Linked DNA regions of Zea mays: region 1 is linked to region 2. The links are chromatin contacts, called in public Hi-C maps. All regions are on one chromosome and are shown on one strand. The core of a region is the stretch at or near the end of the contact, and the rest is flanking DNA. Distances in the headings are between cores, read along the strand shown. Region 1 holds the start of LOC100285657 (Putative rRNA large subunit pseudouridine synthase SVR1, chloroplastic). Region 2 holds the start of LOC100283679.

The links. Hi-C and Micro-C count contacts between places; a contact is called where the count stands out from the background.
Region 1: a Hi-C map of leaf shows a contact between it and region 2, with 2.5 times the contacts expected there. The contact joins the promoter of LOC100285657 here to the promoter of LOC100283679 in region 2. A contact is called at or near these places in 5 of 25 Hi-C or Micro-C datasets (ear and leaf).

Annotation. Positions count from the first base shown.
Region 1 is chr1:11,772,654-11,778,852 of Zm-B73-REFERENCE-NAM-5.0, reverse strand. LOC100285657 (Putative rRNA large subunit pseudouridine synthase SVR1, chloroplastic) reads right to left here and starts at 2,141. Exons shown (of 10, transcript NM_001158548.2): 1 at 1,592-2,141; 2 at 434-513; 3 at 107-207. The coding sequence starts at 2,093.
Region 2 is chr1:11,562,292-11,568,544 of Zm-B73-REFERENCE-NAM-5.0, reverse strand. It overlaps LOC100283679, which reads right to left and starts at 1,968. Exons shown (of 9, transcript NM_001156580.2): 1 at 1,502-1,968; 2 at 623-699; 3 at 333-376. The coding sequence starts at 1,839. It overlaps LOC100284705 (metal ion binding protein), which reads left to right and starts at 6,250. Exons shown (of 4, transcript NM_001157600.2): 1 at 6,250-6,253.

The DNA of each region.
Region 1 (6,199 bases), core at 892-3,391, 210 kb before region 2:
GCCTTCCATGGACTTGTAGACCAAGAGACAGGGCTGGAACACATGGAGCCCAGGCCTTGGCTACAGATGCAGCACACAAATCAAATATGAAAAAGAAGAGACCAACCCCTTTGGCTTGTTAACAGCAAAATACAGCTTTGGAGGCAACTTCTTGGAAATGCGGTTCCCGTTAACGTAGATAGAATCCTTTGAGATGTCAACTTTGGTCTGCACAAAATGAGTTATTTTATCCTTTGATTTAACCGCAGAAAAAGAAATTTTGTTCATAGCATAATGCGCGTAAAAAATCAAGTCACATAAAACAGTTCAAGTGTTCTTGGACCAAGCGATTGTGGTAAGATTAACAGTGAACATTACTATGAAAGCAAAACATTATGGTAGCAAAACTAGTATCTCCTCATTCATAGAAGACAAAAACTCTGAGAATTAATACCTGAGGAGAAGTACAGACTGAACCATTGACAGTCACCTTCCCTTGGAAGATGAGCTCCTCACTGGTCCTTCTTGATGCCACTGGAAAGAGTCATTTAGTAAGCATCTTAACAGACAACGGTGAGCAAAACCAAAAGTTTTGAAGAGTGGAGTGTTATGTTTCTAGAGTTACTCGAAAGGAACTAAAGAAAATCCAAACTCCACAATATCACAAATGACAAGTGGAAATAGCAACCCAAACTGCTAAAGATATCAGGAGCAAACAAGACAAGTATGTAATAGAAGCCACCAATTTTGGGAGAGCTATCTGACTCTAAAGGAGAACAATCTGGATTTTCTAATGTACTCTCTCCGTTCCAAATTATCAGTCATTCCAACTTTCTTAGAAAACATCTCATGTTTGAGCAAATATATAGAGAGAGAGAGTTATAGAGATTTATAACATCAAAAAGATATACTATAAAAATATAATTAATAAAGAATCTAATGATACTTAGCTGGTGTCATAAATGATATTATTTTTAATAAATTTGATCAAACTTTAGATGCTTTTCACTCTACAAAAAAGTTGGAATGACTTATTATTTGGAGTCTCCTTTAGAGTCAAATGGCCACTAGCTGAGTTAGCTAGATGGTCTGAGTAGCACTTATCATGTCATGAGAGCAAATTTCAGATTAGGGTTAAAAAATCTCTTCGTCTGCCCCACGACAAAGCACAGGTCTAAGAACCGGCCCTTGTTGCGGTCATTCTCATATGGGCTATGGCGCCTCTATGTATGGGTGGGGCAGGGGTTTGAGAGGTTTTCTCGACCTGCGTGATAAGGTCTCCATCTTAATACAATGTCTAGGTCTGTCTTATTCCTGCAGGTCAAGTTATTTATATATATAATTTGGGATGGAGCGAGTATGCCATTTGGTAAAAAATGGCTAAGTCCTAGTAGAACCCCAGATATCACCATGGTATCATACAAGCATTGCTATCTCCACAGTCCAGTGCTCCACAAACTAACAAAAGCTGACATATTACTAAATCAATACCTATTCTGATCTAAGATGAGGAACGTTAACGCATGGAAAAAAACTCATCTAGAATACTCCTCCAGCTATTACTACTTGATTGAATGCCTGAGGTCCAGAAAAACAGTAGGACAAGGACTACCTCCTGCGGCGGCAAGGACCTTGGCGAGCCGTTGCGGCTCCCGCTCCTTGATATTCTCATTGTAAAACCTCCTGGCTGCCTTGGAGAACTTGGGCGGCACGGTCGGGGCGGGCTTCCTTTCCTTGCCCTTGACGCTGGCATTGGAAGCAGCCGCGGCGGCGGCGGCAACTGCGCCATTCTGGCCCTTGAGGGTTTCCTTCTTGGCGGCCTTCTTGGCCTCCGCCTCCGCGAGCGCGATGGCCTGGATTACGTCCGGCGGCGGGGAGGTGCTGAGGCGGGGCTTGCCGTCCTCCCCGCGGACGATCCACGGGACCAGCGGCTGCGCGGACGGGGCCTTTTTGGACGGCGCGGGCTCCGCGAAGGTGATGTTGAAGTCCGGGGAGGCGGAGGTGGACGAAGTGGCTCGGAGGAGGAGGCATGGGAGGCCGCGGCCTACGCGGAGCACGGAGGCGGGCCGGGTGAGGAAAAGGTGGAGGGAGACGGCTGTGGTGGCGAGGGCCATGGGTGCTTCGCTGTTCAGAGTTGCAGTCAGGATGTGCGGGGTTTATCGGATATCGGCATATCGCCACGGAGAAGCTGGGGCCTGGGAGCCGACGCAAACGCACCCAGACGAAAATTCCTTCGGCAGTACAAAACTGGCACGTAGGTTGCGGAGAAGAAGCCCGGTTCCACTCGGTTGGGAACTTCCGGCGAGGCCCGAACGAGCCCAAAGCTTGTAGTGGGCCGCTCAGTCCAGTCCCAGTACTAAATTCTTTTATTTTATAGGAGTAATAACAACTTCTAAATTCCTTCTCTTTTTTCTTTCTTTAAAGAAGTACATAATCTAAACGCCAACGTATCATATGCAAACCAAATTATTGTGCAAATTTCGTACAAACCAACTAACAAATGTCACAAAAAATTCTAAAGAAAATTATATATGTACTTCTTTGCCTACTATAGCACTGTATAAAATTTCAAGTTAAAATTCATCATATGTTAAGAGATACAAAGAAGAAGAAATTTTAAACTTGAAATTTTATACAATGGTATAGTAGACAATGAAGTATATCTTTTTATTTTCTTTTGACATATGTTAGTTGGTTTGCACGGAGTTTATATGAAAACTTGGTTTGCACCTCATAAGTTGCCAATCTAGACAGGTATGATTCAGTATATTTTCTTGGCTTTAGTTAGTCTATGGTTCCATCATAGATTTCCTAGAATGTTTTTATTTTGGATGTATGTTAATAAAATAACTAAGTTTTAGTTCTATATACAATCACCACGTGAGTTAATCTTTGTTGGTGATTTTATTTTTGCTTTAATAGGTCTTTTGTACTTGTCCATGTAAACTTCATCCACCACAAACCCATCATGGTATGTTTTACTTTCATCGAAGTACATTATTTAATGCAAGAAACAACCATTTCAACTGATATATTCTTAGTGTTGTGTGCCTTTTTGCTTCTAAACTTTACTGCTTTGCTTGATCAATGTGGAAGCAAATGTTTCAATTATTTCCCTCTACCGTATCAAAGGATTAGATTCTCAATATTTTAGATTCCAGGAAATGGTGCGACCCCTTTGAACATGGTGATTAGCTGATTTCCAATTTAAATTGTTCATATAATGGCTTCCATTTTCTAAACTTTACGCAGGTGATCGTATTGACTGACCTAGTTTCAACGTTTAATCGGTTCAATCGACTAGTTCATAGTTCCGCTGACCGATCAACATGATCGATACTAATCAATATGGATTTATATGACATTTTAACTTTAAAACCTTCACCAACCTACTCAACGAGCAATCTCCCCAATATTCCAAGACCCCTTCCAATGTAGGGCAGGTCTTATTCGATTGTTTTTCTTTCATACTCGTAATCGAGAGGATGTTCAACTTCCATGAGTCTGCAACCTATGTTTTCATATAATATCATCCGCTTCTGTATCCCTACCAATCATCTACGAATGTTTCTTCTTCCCATAAAAATTCTACCACAGTCCAAGTGGTGTGTGATGCATAGTGACAACACCTCTAGTGATAAGTGAAAGCTCTTTTGTGGATTTTGGTGGTTTGGATGACAACCCAATTAAAGGACTAACATGTGTGCTAAGTGTTGAACAGGTGCTTAGTGCAAAGCTTACAGGGTTCAACATAAGTGTTCAAGATTGATGGTCCAAAGGCTGAATTGATTATGGTTGTGGACATCACAAGTAAAGAAGAACATTGCTTAAGTGAGACTTGGTGTGCGTAACTCGGAGACAACTGATCAAGCCAAGGATGGAGGCAAGAAGAGCTTCGAGGTACTGAGTGCATGAGAGAAGGTCATGGAGGCCGAGGAACCCAAAGCTAGGGGTAAAGAATAAGACTTGCAAAGTCAAGGTTGATCAAGTCGAGAAGAGATATGGGGCATCGAGGATCACGACTTAAGAACATGACTTATAGCCAATGAGGTAATACTATGGTTATGTGGTGTAAGTCACAAGAATCAAGATGAAGCTCAAGAAGTGAACAAGGTCACTATAACGAGGAGTAGTGTTAAAGCTAGAACCTAGAAGCAGCCAAAAGAGCTAAGTTCACTTTGACCTTTAGTTTGGATTGTTCCTATGTTTGGATATGTTCTATGTGACCTTTGCATGGTGTTGGAGCTCATATATGTCAATCTAGATCAAGTCAAGTTGTCTTGATGGTTTAGAGTCCAACATCGACCTCAAACAGGCCAAAATGGGTAAAACGATGAAAAGGTTAATTATGTAAGGTTTGAGTGTTCAACTATGTTGCATACACTTTTTACTACATGTTTGGTACTTTGGTTTGCTCTCTGACTCTTTTTGTAGAGATTGTGCCATTCTAAGTTTTGTTTGAGGAGAGATAGAAAAACTGGGAGAAGAATGGGAAAGAGGTAACTTTCTGGAACTAAGTCATTTGGATTATACTCTAATTGTGTTTGTCTAAGTCTCAGGAAAATCCTCCCAAAAGTTGAAGTCAAATGGAGAAAGAATGAAGGAAAAACACTTAGTGTGTTGTTGGCTAGCGCACATGACAGGGAATAGTAATCTATCTGGTGCACAGGACAGTGAATAGTAGCATGTCCGGTGCACAGGGCAACGAATAGTAACATGACTGGTGCGCACATGCCAGTGGATAGTAACATGTCCGGTGCACACATGATAATGAATAGTAACATGTCCGGTGCACACAGGACAGTGAATAGAAACCTGATCGATGCAACAATAGATAGCCCTTTCAGAGAAGGAAACTGCCAATCATATCTTCATGCAACTGTTATTGTGTGTTGTCCGGTGCACCCGCAGACTAGGAAGGCTAGGAGCTTTCCAAATGAAGCTCCAACGTCTTTTAGTCCCCATGGGACTATAAAAGGGACCCCTAGGCGCCTCCAACAATTGTACAAGTGCAGCCAACAAGTCCATACATCATTGTGATCAATTCTTTCTCTCCCTCTCTTATATATCTCTTTGAGTTGGTACTTGCCCTTAATTCATATTTTTGCTTATACCAAGGTCCAATGTGTAGAACTTGCATCCTCGGACCTCACAAGTCCTAAATGCATTGATTTACAAGTATTCATCACCTGTATGCACGAGTTTAGTGAGAGCACCTAGAGGGGGGGTGAATAGGTGACCCTATAAAAATTCAACACTAAATATCCCAACTTGGTTATGAAGTGTTAGAAAGATTGAAACCAAGTTGTTAAAGTGAGAAATCTTCACTTGATTGTTCCTTTAGAGTGAGTATTGAACTTTGGAACAATAGCACAAGTGATTACGCGAGAACTCAAGGAGAGAAACCAATCACAATGAAAAGCGACACAAGAGACACAGTGATTTTATCCCGTGGTTCGGCCAAGTATAACACTTGCCTACTTCCATGTTGTGGCGTCCCAATGGACAAGGGTTGCACTCAACCCCTTTCAAGTGATCCAATTATCCACTTGAATACCACAGTTTTCTTCTTTAGAGATGTTTCCCGTTTATGAGGAATCTCCACAAGTTGAAGCCTCTCACCCTTACAAAGTTGATCACAACACAAAGCACAAGAGTAAGGGAGGGAAAGAAACACACGCAAGAATCGCAGCAATCACACGCACACAAGTCAAGACGTGAGCACACAAACACGGCGCAGGGAGTTTACAACTCAAGAAGTGCTCAAATCTCAAACACGATGATCTGATTGCGTGGCTGCGGAGTTTAGGCGTCTTAGGATGTTCAATGGAGGCTTGGTGTTGTGCTCCATGCGCCTAGGGGTCCCTTTTATAGCCCCAAGGCAACTAGGAGCCATTGGAACTCCATTTGGTAGGCAATTCTTGCCTTCTGTCGGGTGGCGCACCGGACTATCCGGTGCACCACCGGACATGAGCAGTGTCCGATTTCTTTCCTCTTCTGGCAAAGCCGACCGTTGGACCTTTGGGCCACTTGGCACACCGGACAGTCCGGTGCGACCAAGTAACCGTTGGCACGGGCCACGTGTCGCCCGTTGATCGTGCTGCCGACCGTTGGTCACGGGCGCCGTTGGCACACTGGACAGTCCGATGAATTTTAGTCGCGGTGCCCTTGGTGAATTCCCGAGAGCGACGAGTTCGCCAGCCGAGCATTGAGCGCGGGC
Region 2 (6,253 bases), core at 719-3,218:
TCTATTGAACAATTGAGGTAAAACCAGAGAAACAAGTGTAACAGTTTGTATGCATGAACACATATGAACAAGCCAGTTTAATGATCAAATGGCCACATCATCCTAGTACAGATAATGACGTTAGGTTTTAATTTTACAGTGCATCTAACCATAATTCCTCTTTCAAATAGTGGATCAAATCCTTTCAAATAGAAGTAATACAATCAAGCTAACAAAAAACAGTGCAAATTTGCAGTGTTTTTTCAACAGAAGAAAAGCGAGACAATCTGATCTAGAATACACAATTCGCACAACAAGAATAAATTGGAATAATAGAATGAAAAGGCACTGACCTCATTATATGTTGTTCTCCCTTTACTTTCAACTTTCTCACAAACTGCAAAGGAACAAATGGAACATGCATTAAGGCACCTATGATATCTTGCAGTCACTGCTTTACTGCACTATTCACTACATATGTAGCCTTCAAATGTATCAAGAAATGGATGTACTGACGTGATGGAAACAAAGATGGCATAGTTTAACTGCCTAAATTTTTGCATTTGAACTATGCTCCTATCTTAACATTCCAAAGATAACTGTCATATACAAGTATAAAATGGAAGGGGAAAAATGGACTTACCTTTCATACTAAACTGGCGCAGTCCCCGGTTACCTTTATCAGGACCCACTGCCCGTGTGCCTCTCCTTTTCTTCTTGCTGCAATTTTACAATGCCCCAAAAGCTTAGATAAGTAACAAAAAGAAAGGATACAAAAGAGTGCCTTAAGAAGTAGAAACTCCTGCTATGAATTTCAAACCTATTTACCATGATAAGTAACTGTGTATACAAGAGTGTGTGGTAGCAACATCATAAGACAAGACAAGACAAACAGTAACATCATAAGACAAGACAAACCGCGTGAATGGTAGCAAAAATATATTGTGCATTGTTAACTGTTAGGTTCAATTTACACAGTATAGATTTGTAGAACAATACAAGTCATATGACCAGTATAACAGCTTAACATGGGCGCATACTTCGCATAGACAACACATTGCATTCAGTTCGCCATTTAAAAAGTTTGTCTTATCTAGCAATGCTGACATTATTAGGAAGCCAAACCTACAACTACAAGCCGTGAGCTTAGTACATAGTACATACTTTGCAGCAAAATCATGCTTGCAGACATGAAAATGAAAATGGACACAGAAAGATCCTTCAGGACCTTCAATAAGGATGCTCGTCCAAATAACAACAGCTAACAGTTCGTCGTGAGACATACATTGCTACACAGAATGAGCAACTTCCCACAGTATCCTTCCTGTATTCTCCAGGACAAGCTTTTTCATGTCGACAGACTGTATGACTGTATGGATGCCTATCTCCAACATGGCAGCACAACAACCAAAGCACCCCCGTAGTTCGAACTTCGAATAACGAGCAAATAAGACTGGCATTAGCGCTTCACGTGCGCGGGACCTATAATATACCCATCCGACACAAGTTTCCACAAACCAACCTCGTAGGAGCCTGCGACGACGGCGCGTCGTCGCCGTTGATGTCGAGATTATTCAAGCGGAGGAACGTGCTGTCGCTGGCCGGCGTGGACGCGGCCGCCGCGGGCGCGGCCCCGAGGGCGGGACCCTTGGCAGCACCGTCGGGGGCGTGCTGCTCGCTGCGGCTGGACGGTGGTGAGCCGGCGCTGCCCCCACTGGTAGAAGCGGAGTGCGCGGCGCCGCCGGAGACCGCCGGCGGCGTGGCGAGGGCCGTCCGGGCCCCGGCCTGAGTAAGCGGCGGCGGGCGCTGGGTGTTTTGGGCGCCGCCCCCGTCCGGGTTGGGCGCCGCGCCGGAGACCATGGCCGCGCGGAGATCGCGCGAATCAGGGAGGGACGGAGCGAGGCGGAGCGCGGGATAAACCCTAAGGCAAGGGGGAAGGCGAGGAGAGTAGGAGACAAGTCAGACAACAACCGAAAGGAGGGGAGGTGGAGGTGGGGAGGTGCGGGCGCAAAATGGAGAGAGAGACGGAAATCGACGAGAGCGGCCAGGCCTGGCCAGGCACGGGACCTCGAATTTTGTTTTCCTGAATTTACTTTTGTTTTGGCTTGCGCCGTCTGTTTCGCGTTTCTTCCCTTTTTGAGCCGCTGCGATTTTTTGCGGTTCCGAATGTGTCGTGACGAGACGAGACCAGACGATGGTGGCGTCGCGCAACGCAGCGCAGGCGCCCCCGCACCGTGGCAGGCCGCGGGGATTTGTACGCGCCCACCAACAGCAGATTATAGCCCAGCCCATATAAACACACGTACTAGTTGCCTACTATCCACAGTAATTCAACGTCATGGTCTACGTGCAAGCAATATGGAATTTTACTTTGACGACCACCACTCGTTTGACACGCCGTGGATACTCGGAGCCGGAGTGCACTGGACGCGCCATCTGGAACCGGAAGCGTGTAGCCCACGCTGAGATCCGCGTTGTTTGGCCCAAAACGAATCGAGCCGGGCAGGTTCCGACCCAGTTCAAGCGAAGCCGCTTGGGAAAGCCGCCGTTCGATTCCACGCTCCAGCAGTCCAGGGCGTGTTCGGCTGGCTACAAGCTGACACTGTTGCAGCTGTTTGGACTGCTGCAGCTGCAATCCATAGAGAGAAAAATACTGTAGAAGCCGCAGCCGCAGCCGGATTGCAGCCGCAGCAAGCCGCAGCGAACAGCTTCTGCGTCTGCGACGACGAGACGTCTCCATGCCGAAAGTTCCGTTCGTCATCGTCCCCATCACGCCATCGGCAGACGCGCCATGTCCACGCGCACGAGGTACGGAGCGAATGCTAGTAGGAAAAAAACCGGAAATGCAATGTGTCTTCGGTGGTCAGTGCCAAGCAAATATCACTGCGACGGTGCTACATGGAGGATTTTTGCACATGCAAAGATGTAGATTGTAGAAGTAGGTACTCCTACCACGTATAGTAGGTGGTGGCAGTACATTGTACATGTGCAGTTCCTGTCGAACATAAAAATTGACTAATGACATCATTGACGAGATCTAGGGGAGTTTTTGTTATTTGCGGGGATTAAGGAGATTTAAGTTTTCAAACTAGCTCTAGCTCTGAAGATCTATCTTTAACATAAAAAAAATTAAATCTCTACTATATTTAAAGCATCAGTTTCAACGGTCATCTCGCGTCATCTTTTACAAATAACCTCTCACAGCAATTTCAAATTAACCCGTTGCACGTCTATAGATGGCCAAACGGCGACCCGGCACGGGTCAGACGCCCGCGGGCCACAACTCTGGCCCAGGCACGTCATGCCGGCCTGCTGACTGTGTCGGGCCGGCCCGTTAATCCGTCGACCATTTTGATTAAATCAGCATAAAATGTTAAAAACGATGTAGGAGTGGGGTTCGAACCCATGCCCTGATAGAAGTGCAGGAGACACTGGTCGTGTGATTGGTTTCCTTCTCCGAACGTGCAATGGTTAGGACGCTTTTGATATGGATGGGGGAGGAGAGTTGGACTCACAAGTGCACATGTTAGGACTCTTTTTTAGAGCATGAGATGCAGCATATTGAAGGAACATTCCACTTTTGGAGCGGCTCGATTCCATCTAAAAACTAACTAAATATGCTATATGTTAGAACAAAGTCGCTTGGTTTTACCTAACTCTGCAACCAAACACTATCTTATACTGCAATGTCGTACAAGCTTCATCAAACCTTTGGCCTCGATCTCATCGCAGTCTATGCTCGAATGATACATATTCTAAGAGGCAAAAAAACTTAAAATGCTAAGAGAGGTTTTTATTGGTCCGATGGATGTATAGGGGGTAGAGCTCCTCCCCTACTTGATGTAAGTGCAATCAAGCCCTAATTGTGGGTTTTGGTCATAATGACCATACAATTAGAGGACTAATCTATTTACTAAGCAATGCGACAGGAAAAGCACCAAAAAGGGAGAAAGCTTATGGCAAGGAGGGACACCTATAAAATATGTTATGCATTTTATTCATGTCTCTAATGTAGAGTTGTCGTACTATCAAGTTTCAGTGAATTTGTCTATGCCTTTGATTTTCAAATGCTTAAACTCCACAAAACACCTCTACCTAAACCTAGTTAGCTAGAGCCAAAATTTCAGATAATTCTGATCGGCGTGGGTTGCGCGGCCCTGTTGTGTCCTCACATTGTCGGACATTTATTGACCGTTGGAATCTGAATATTCTTGATTTGTTTAATTCTTTTGTCTCCAATAGATACCTGTTGTGTATCCTAACACAAGGATACAACAGAACAAGTTAAAAGCCCCATTGGTCCCCTTTGAAACTCTCTCTCCCCTCATTTGCTCACTTTGACTCAAAATTTCTGGCTCTTCTCCTCCAAGACTGAAACAAAACCACAAGAACAACAAGAACCCTAGGGTTTCTTCAGTTCTCCCATTGATCATTAGAGCATATCAAGGTCGACATTCATTCACTGATTCCTGGAGCTTGCTCTTAGATGGCGTGTGACTTTCTCCTCGAGCTATAAGATTATTGTAGCCTTGGATTGTTGTAAGTTACCCTTATTTATAGTCCTCGCAAGAGCTTTTGGCTTGACATTGAGGAAGGGTGCATGGTCCTTGGACTTTGTGGCTCTCCTCAACAACGTGGAGGTAGACAAGCCTTTTGGCAAGCTGAACCATATGATAAATGTTGTGTCTAAGTGTTCTTTGATTATTTGAGTTGTTATGGTTTAAGTGGCTTGCATTTGAATACCTCTCTACCCTATTATGTTTGATTACCGCGCATTGCTCATTTCAGTCTCATATTCTAGATAGAAGTAAGAAATCATATATATCAGATTATGTGAAGTTTGAGTGCGTTTGGTTCATTTATCGTTGTCTAACAGTGTCGAACTTTTGCACGGTAGTGCCGGGCTAGGAGCGGCACTACCTCTTTGGATTTTGATAGTTTCTCGAGCTGGAAATTTACAGATAGCCTATTCACCCCCTCTAGACGTACCAGATCCTTACACTTGAGCCGAAGATAGTAGTGCTACTATATAAAAGAGGCACACATTTTGATTTGCATCTGTTTGCACCGACAGAGGTACATAAGGCATGTTTGATTCTATAACTAAAGGGTTGTTTGGTTCTATACCTAGGTGCCAAAATTTGACATAAAATTTCAAGTCATACTTTCCTAAGGTTAGACACTCAAATTTTGCGCCACAATTTGTCACGTCTAAGGGAATCATGCCACACTTTTACAAGTCATTGACGAGTGAGACCTATATAGCAGGAGAAAATTCTTGCCGCGATTGCCAAACGCATGCCTAACTCGATCAAACTTGTTTAACCTTAAGCGTGGCAAACTGTGGCAATTGAGGCAGCAAACCAAACATCCCCTAAGATGCCAAAATCGCTACACATTTTTGTGCCACACTTGCATAAGGTGTCTAAAGTTAGGCGCTTAAATTCACCACAATTTGTCACGCCTAAGAGAATCTTGGACAATAATACAAGTCATTGACGAGCGAGATTTACGTAGGAGGAGAAAAATCTTACCATAACTGTGAATCTAAACTAAACATATGTCTAACTTAATCGAATTTGTCTAACTGGACAAACTGACAATTAAGGCTGAAAAAACAAACGGCCCTACGCTCTGTTGTGAAAACGGAAATGTACCGGAAGCGAAGACACTCCACCGCCATCGATCCCTGTAGCATGTGCCACCGTGTGTGAGGCGTGTCACTTGAACAGACAGTGCAGATTAAAAATTTGACCAACACGAGCTCTACTCCGTGCCCGTGGTGCCAAATACAGTAAAACCGTCTGAAGAAACTGCTGCTGTGCCGGCGCCGTGGTAGTACTAGCAGCCTGCAGTCCAGAAGGTACCAGAAGAGTAGGATTTGTACGTACAGCACACTAGCAGAACCCCCCAAAAAAATCTGCGCGGTGACGCCACACCTGACCGTAACGGGCACTCATCCATACGCATTCTCAACAGGCGGTCCACCTCCTCCACCACCAGCCGCCACCAGACATCAGCAGCCTGCCAGAAACATAATACCGCCTTCTCCAAGGTTGCAACCCCCGGGCCGGGGCAGGCGGGCAGGGTGTCAGTGTCACTATGTCCGACGCGGATACGGATCAGCACCGGCTGCCCTCCGCGGGCCCACCTCCCTCCCTCCCTCCCTTTTCCTTCATTCTCCTTCTCCACGCGCGGGGCGCCCCTCCTCCTATTTATGGCGGCCCGCGCCAGCGGCTTCTGGTTCCTCACCTCCTGGTCAGACCAAGCGGCA